Linked DNA regions of Mus musculus: region 2 is linked to region 1. The links are chromatin contacts, called in public HiChIP or PLAC-seq maps. All regions are on one chromosome and are shown on one strand. Each heading gives the region's core, a stretch centred on a gene start, on an enhancer-like site or on the middle of the called end of the contact. The rest is flanking DNA. Distances are from core to core; before and after follow the strand shown. Region 1 overlaps Ppp1cb (protein phosphatase 1 catalytic subunit beta). Region 2 has its middle 6.3 kb from the start of AI839979.

Evidence for each region. HiChIP or PLAC-seq counts read pairs in DNA pulled down with a chosen protein or histone mark.
Region 2: an H3K27ac HiChIP or PLAC-seq map of cardiomyocytes shows a contact between it and region 1, with 8 times the contacts expected there. The contact joins two enhancer-like sites. A contact is called at or near these places in 6 of 39 promoter capture datasets (the 3T3-L1 cell line, 3T3-L1-derived adipocytes, hippocampal neurons and 2 more), 9 of 484 Hi-C or Micro-C datasets (adipose-derived mesenchymal stem cells, cardiomyocytes, cortical neurons and 4 more) and 9 of 115 datasets of contacts at active chromatin or transcription factors (SST interneurons, cardiomyocytes, embryonic basal ganglia and 6 more).

What each region holds. Positions count from the first base shown.
Region 1 is chr5:32,471,386-32,474,031 of GRCm38.p6, forward strand. The region is part of intron 1 of Ppp1cb (protein phosphatase 1 catalytic subunit beta); the gene reads left to right. Among named protein-coding and RNA genes, the nearest start is that of Ppp1cb, 14 kb to the left of the region's middle. Within about 2 kb of position 1,301, at least 69 of the 459 cell types and tissues checked have an H3K27ac peak or open chromatin away from gene starts, as enhancers often do. A contact at or near this core is called in cardiomyocytes, heart atrium and uterus, where this site is marked.
Region 2 is chr5:31,563,790-31,566,435 of GRCm38.p6, forward strand. No RefSeq gene overlaps it. Among named protein-coding and RNA genes, the nearest start is that of AI839979, 6.3 kb to the right of the region's middle. Within about 2 kb of position 1,357, at least 72 of the 459 cell types and tissues checked have an H3K27ac peak or open chromatin away from gene starts, as enhancers often do. A contact at or near this core is called in cardiomyocytes, heart atrium and uterus, where this site is marked.

The DNA of each region.
Region 1 (2,646 bases), core at 51-2,550:
GAACAAAGCCACTGTGCTCTCAGAAAACACTTCCCAGAAGATGTCACCTCAATGATGCTGGTCTCTTCTTAATCACCGCTAATTTCTTAGCTCCAGCTAACCAGCATCAATAGTCCCAGTAATGCAAAGTTTTTGCTTTTGTAGTTCTGGTATCTTGTTAATCACAGCTGATTCTTCAGCCCCAGCTAACCAGAACTACAGAATCTTCACAATCAAAACAGCAATGGCCTTGAAAAGAGTCTTTAATTTTCCCTTTGAAATTTCACAAACCAGACCTCCATCTTCTGCAGTGTTCTCAACATTATCTTCCAAGCTCCTACACAATATCCGACAGAGCTCTTAACAAAGGATGGATCTTCAAGCCCAAAGTTCCAAAGTCCTCCCTCAGTCCTCCCCAAAACATGGCCAGGTTGTCACAGGAATACCCCACTATGCTGATACCAATTTGTCTTAGTCAGGGTTTCTATTCCTGCACAAACATCATGACCAAGAAGCAAGTTGGGGAGGAAAGGGTTTATTTGGCTTACACTTCCATACTGCTGTTCATCACCAAAGGAAGTCGGGACTGGAACTCAAGCAGGTCAGGGAGCAGGAGCTGATGCAGAGGCCATGGAGGGATGTTCTTTACTGGCTTGCCTCCCCTGGCTTGCTCATCCTGCTCTCTTATAGAACCCAAGACTGCCAGCCCAGAGATGGTCCCACCCACAAGGGGCCTTTCCCCCTTGATCACTAATTGAGAAAATGCCTTACAGTTGGATCTCATGGAGGCGTTTCCTCAACTGAAGCTCCTTTCTCTGTGATAACTCCAGCTGTGTCAAGTTGACACAAGTTGCCAGTACAGCAAGAAAGCATAATGATAAAATATAGGACCAAAGCAAAACTGACACCAAGCAGGATAGACTCCAAGTTCTGTATCTGTGTCTGATGTCAAAAGTGTTCTTCAGATGTCCAGTTCCTTTCAGTTTTGTTGACTGCAACACACCTCTCTCCTGGACTAGTTCCACAATCTGATAACAACTCTCCTTGGCAGGTATCCCATGACTCTGACCTCCAGCATCTTGGGTTCTTCAACACTGTCCAGGCTTCACTCACACCTTCATGCAGTCTATACTTGAAGTCTTTGAAGTCTCCTCTGCAATGACATTATTCCAAAACTCTTTAATTAGCCTCAGGCAGATGCTTAGGACAGGGGCAAAAAGTTGCTACATTCTTTGCCAAGTTATCACAAGAATGTTCTCTGGGTCAGCTGATAAAACTCTTGTGCTGTGCTGACATCATTCAAATTAGCATACTTGGGTGTGTGGTATAGTTAACCATTACTATCTTTCAGGCTCCTACTAGAATGTTAAGCCCCACCTTTCAACTGCTTTCCTAATCCATATCCTAAAAGTCTGCTTCTACCAACAAGCGGCCGGTCAAGCTTGTCACAGCAATACCACTCCTGGTAACAACTTCTTAGTTATTCTCCCCTTGCTGTGTGAGACCCCAGTGACCAAGACAACTTTTTTTTTCTCCCTCTAGACAGGGTTTCTCTTTGTAGCCTGGCTGTCCTGGGACTCTCTGTAAACCGTGCCGGCCTGGAACTCACTATTCACCTGCCTGTGGTTCCCAAGTGCTGGGATTAAAGGCATGCACTATCATGCCTGACTGCAAGGCAACTTTTATAAAAGAAAGCATTTAATTGTGGGCTTGTTTACAGTTTGAGAGGTTTACTCCAAGGTCATTATGGTAGGAAGCAGATAGCATGGTGCTAGAGCAGCAGCTGCGTGGTGGTGGGGTGGGCACAGTGGACTGAGAACTGAGCTTGGGCTTTTGGAACTTGAAAGCACAGCCCTAGCGACTTGCCTTCTCCAACAAGGACACACCTCCAATCCTTTCCTAATAGTTCATCAGCTGGGGACTAAGCATGCAAGGATTTGAGCCCTATAGGGCACATTCTCATTCAAACCACCATGGATTAGAAAAGGATTCAAACTTTTATAGCAAATGATTGGCCTTAAAATTAAAAAAAAAAACTGTAAACTTATTTAATAATATACAAAGTCAGTATACAAAATTAATTCCTATATATATTACAATTACATAATATCACATAGTGGGAAACTAAAACATTTATACTAGTCTTCTCAAAATCAGCTTGATGAAAAATACTCAAGACTGCCATAGTAAATGCTTCAAGAGGAAAATAAACCTTGTTGAGGAAAACAACCAAAGCTTGTAACATAGCCCAGCAAGTAAAGGCACACACAGGCATGCACACAAGAGAAATTAAATAAAAGAATAAATGGCTAATAAAAGGCAAGGGAAGGTCATGGGTTAGAAGAAGACTTAAAATTAAGACATCAGTTCTACTAGACTCAGTTCATTTCACAAATATCCCACAAGCCCTACAGATTTGGGGGTCAAACAAACACAGGCCAATTTTAAAACTTTGGGAAACATAAAGATCTAGATTACCCTAAGAATGTTAAAGATCAGAATTGAAGTGTTCTTAATCCATGTATTGAGGCTTTACAAAAAACTATGATGGTGTGATGATGTAAAGAGACTCAGGCACTAAGAAGGGTGGTGGTTGTTTTATAAGCTGCCGATGCTGTCTAAGGAGGGAAAGGATCACCTACAACACGTGCTATAACTCTGGGCTGA
Region 2 (2,646 bases), core at 107-2,606, 910 kb before region 1:
AGTCTGAGGAAAAGGCTCCAAGTCAGAAAAAAAGGATCAAAGAGAGCCAGTCTTCTGAAGGAAGTTGAGGGAAGCAAGTTGTTTCAGCGCAGCAGTGTCTTTCCAAACCTGACACCTGAAGCAGCGCGCTAGCCCGGGGACTTAGCCAAGGTCCAACAGCTGTGCCCCAAATCCCTCTCCAACCAGAGGCTGCTCCCCAAATCTCTTTCCAACCCATCGTTTCTGCCCTTGTTTTCTCCTTGAGAGTCATTCGCCAGTCACAGGGAGAACAGTCAGTGGGAGATTTGGGCCATCCCATAGTGCTCTTACAACTTTATGGTTTACAGAGGATTCTCACACCTCTCCTTCCCCAGATCTGTCCTCTGTCGTACTTGAGTGGCAAAAAGGGCATGGCTGTCATTGATGTTGAAGGAAACAGATTGGAAACTAGTGACTTTTGAAGACACACCTAGTTTGCCTCGCTAAACCAGAAACCCTGTTTTGGGCAAGCTGACTGGCCATTGAGCTCTCTAGATCTGTTCGTTCCTGCCCCAATTCCCCGCCCCTCCCAATGCTGGAAATACAGGCACATGGAGCTGTGTCCATCTAGGGGTTCAAACCTGGGTCCTCATGCTTATCGAGCAAGCCCTCTTCCATGCTGAGCCATTCCCATCCCCTGCTCCCAAAGTTAACTTTCAGTGTGGGTCCAGTTAAGAGCAGGGCTGGAAACTATAGCTTGCTCAGGTGGTGACAGCCAGGTGCCAGCCAGGTGCACACAAAGCCCTGGGAACATTGTAGCACACACCTAATCGCAGTACCCAGGACATAGATACAGGAGGATTCTTGGTTAATAGGGAGTCTGTGGCCAGCCTAGTATATGTGAGACCGTGGCTCAAAACTGTTGTTGGTAGACAGCAAGGCAAAGAGTAGGAAGTTTAAGGTTCCCAAAGTCAAGTTTTAAGAAACTCTGGTAAAGCAGGAAGATGTAACAAAACTATTGACAAAATAATTGCAAGCCTGAGTCTGCCTAAGCAACGGAACGCTGAACTGTTCACCTTCTCCTCCGCCTCTGTAGAGTGGGGTATGGAATTCCTCCCCGCCTTAAGTCACATTAGAATGGTGCGAAAGTGTGTTGAGGCTTCGAAGGAATTGGTTGTGCTAGTGTCTGTCTATCCAGGCCCTACCTTCTCTTTGCCGAGAAACCCAATTACTAAGTACAGTTGAGCTTACTGCCCACACATTCTGAAGTGGGGAGGACAGAAGGCCTGGAGAATCCCTGCAATCATTCTGGGAACAAGTCCTAGCGCATGTCACTGTTTGCTCTGTCATCCCAATTCAATGACCTCATATGAGGAAGGGCGGAGCCGAGGGAGCTGTCCTCCAGATACCTAAAGAGGCTCCTGACATACTGTTTTCATTGGCAGGGAGCAGGCCCAGGGTTGGTGTTTGAAGTCTGAGCTAATCTTGGAAAAGAAGAACAGTACCTCCCACAGCTGGCCAGGCTTCTGGGGGAGCTGTCCCAAGCTGCCCCAGAGAGTGCTGGTGTGGGCACTGGAGTCCAGGACACACTGCCATGGCCCCATGTTCTCATCAGCCACCGCACTCCCTGAGTGAGGACATGCCATCATTGAGGCATCCAGGGCCTGGGGCTGGGACAGCTCCTAAATTGATTGTTATGGGATTACTGGCCTGGATTGGCAGAGGGTGCAGTAATCTCGGGAGCTGGAGAGCGTCACTGACCTCAAGCATCTATCCTTGAGGTTGCCTCCTGTGGACCTGGTCTTTTAGGGAAACAAGTCAGGCATGTGTCAAAAGGCCGGGTAGGACCTCTCAGTGTCCCTTCACCACAAGGACTCCTCTTATCCATCCTTTGAATACTTAACAATGTGTTCAGTTGGTTGAGATGCATGGCTGTGATTTTTAGTTGTTTTTTTTTTTTTTTTTAAAGACAGTCTTGCTATGTAGCTCAGGCTAGCCTTGAACCCTCAGTTTTCCTCCTTCAGTCTGGAGTGCTAGGATTACAGTTAAACCTGCTTAAACTAAGGTTTGAATAAAGGATTTTTTTTTGGTCCCCAAATTGAACGTATCAATCTTTAATTTCTAGTCTTTTGGTGATAAAATACCCTCATAGCTACAAATAATCATTTCAGATCAACTGAGATACCTAACATCACTATGCTGGGTTAATATCCTAGTCAGAAAAAAAGAAACTTGACATTTTTAACTGTCCTGTTAATCCTGGTTGGACTTTGAAAAGAAATATTTTTAATAGCCGGCCAACTACAAGGAAGACAGTTGGATTTAGAGGTGACAGCTGGACTTTGAAGGATAAAGCCAGAATTCATAAGCAGAGAGGAAGAGAAAGCTGCTACAGAGAGAGTGGGATGCCCAGGTCGCATTCCGACATCTGCATCCCGAGACTGACCAGTTAGATGGGGCTGTGGCTTGAATGCAGTGGTTTAGAGCCAGGCTCTGGAGTGGAACTAACGAGGGTGGAGATGAGAACCGGAAATCTTACGGTTGAATGTCCCAATCTTTCCACATCATAGTCTGGAGAAATAGAGGCAGGAAATCCCATGGCAGCCCCTTTGGTTCCCATGGGCAAGAGAGGGAAAGAATATATTGAAGGATAAACCAAAAACTGCCCAGAGCCAGCCAGAAACCTGT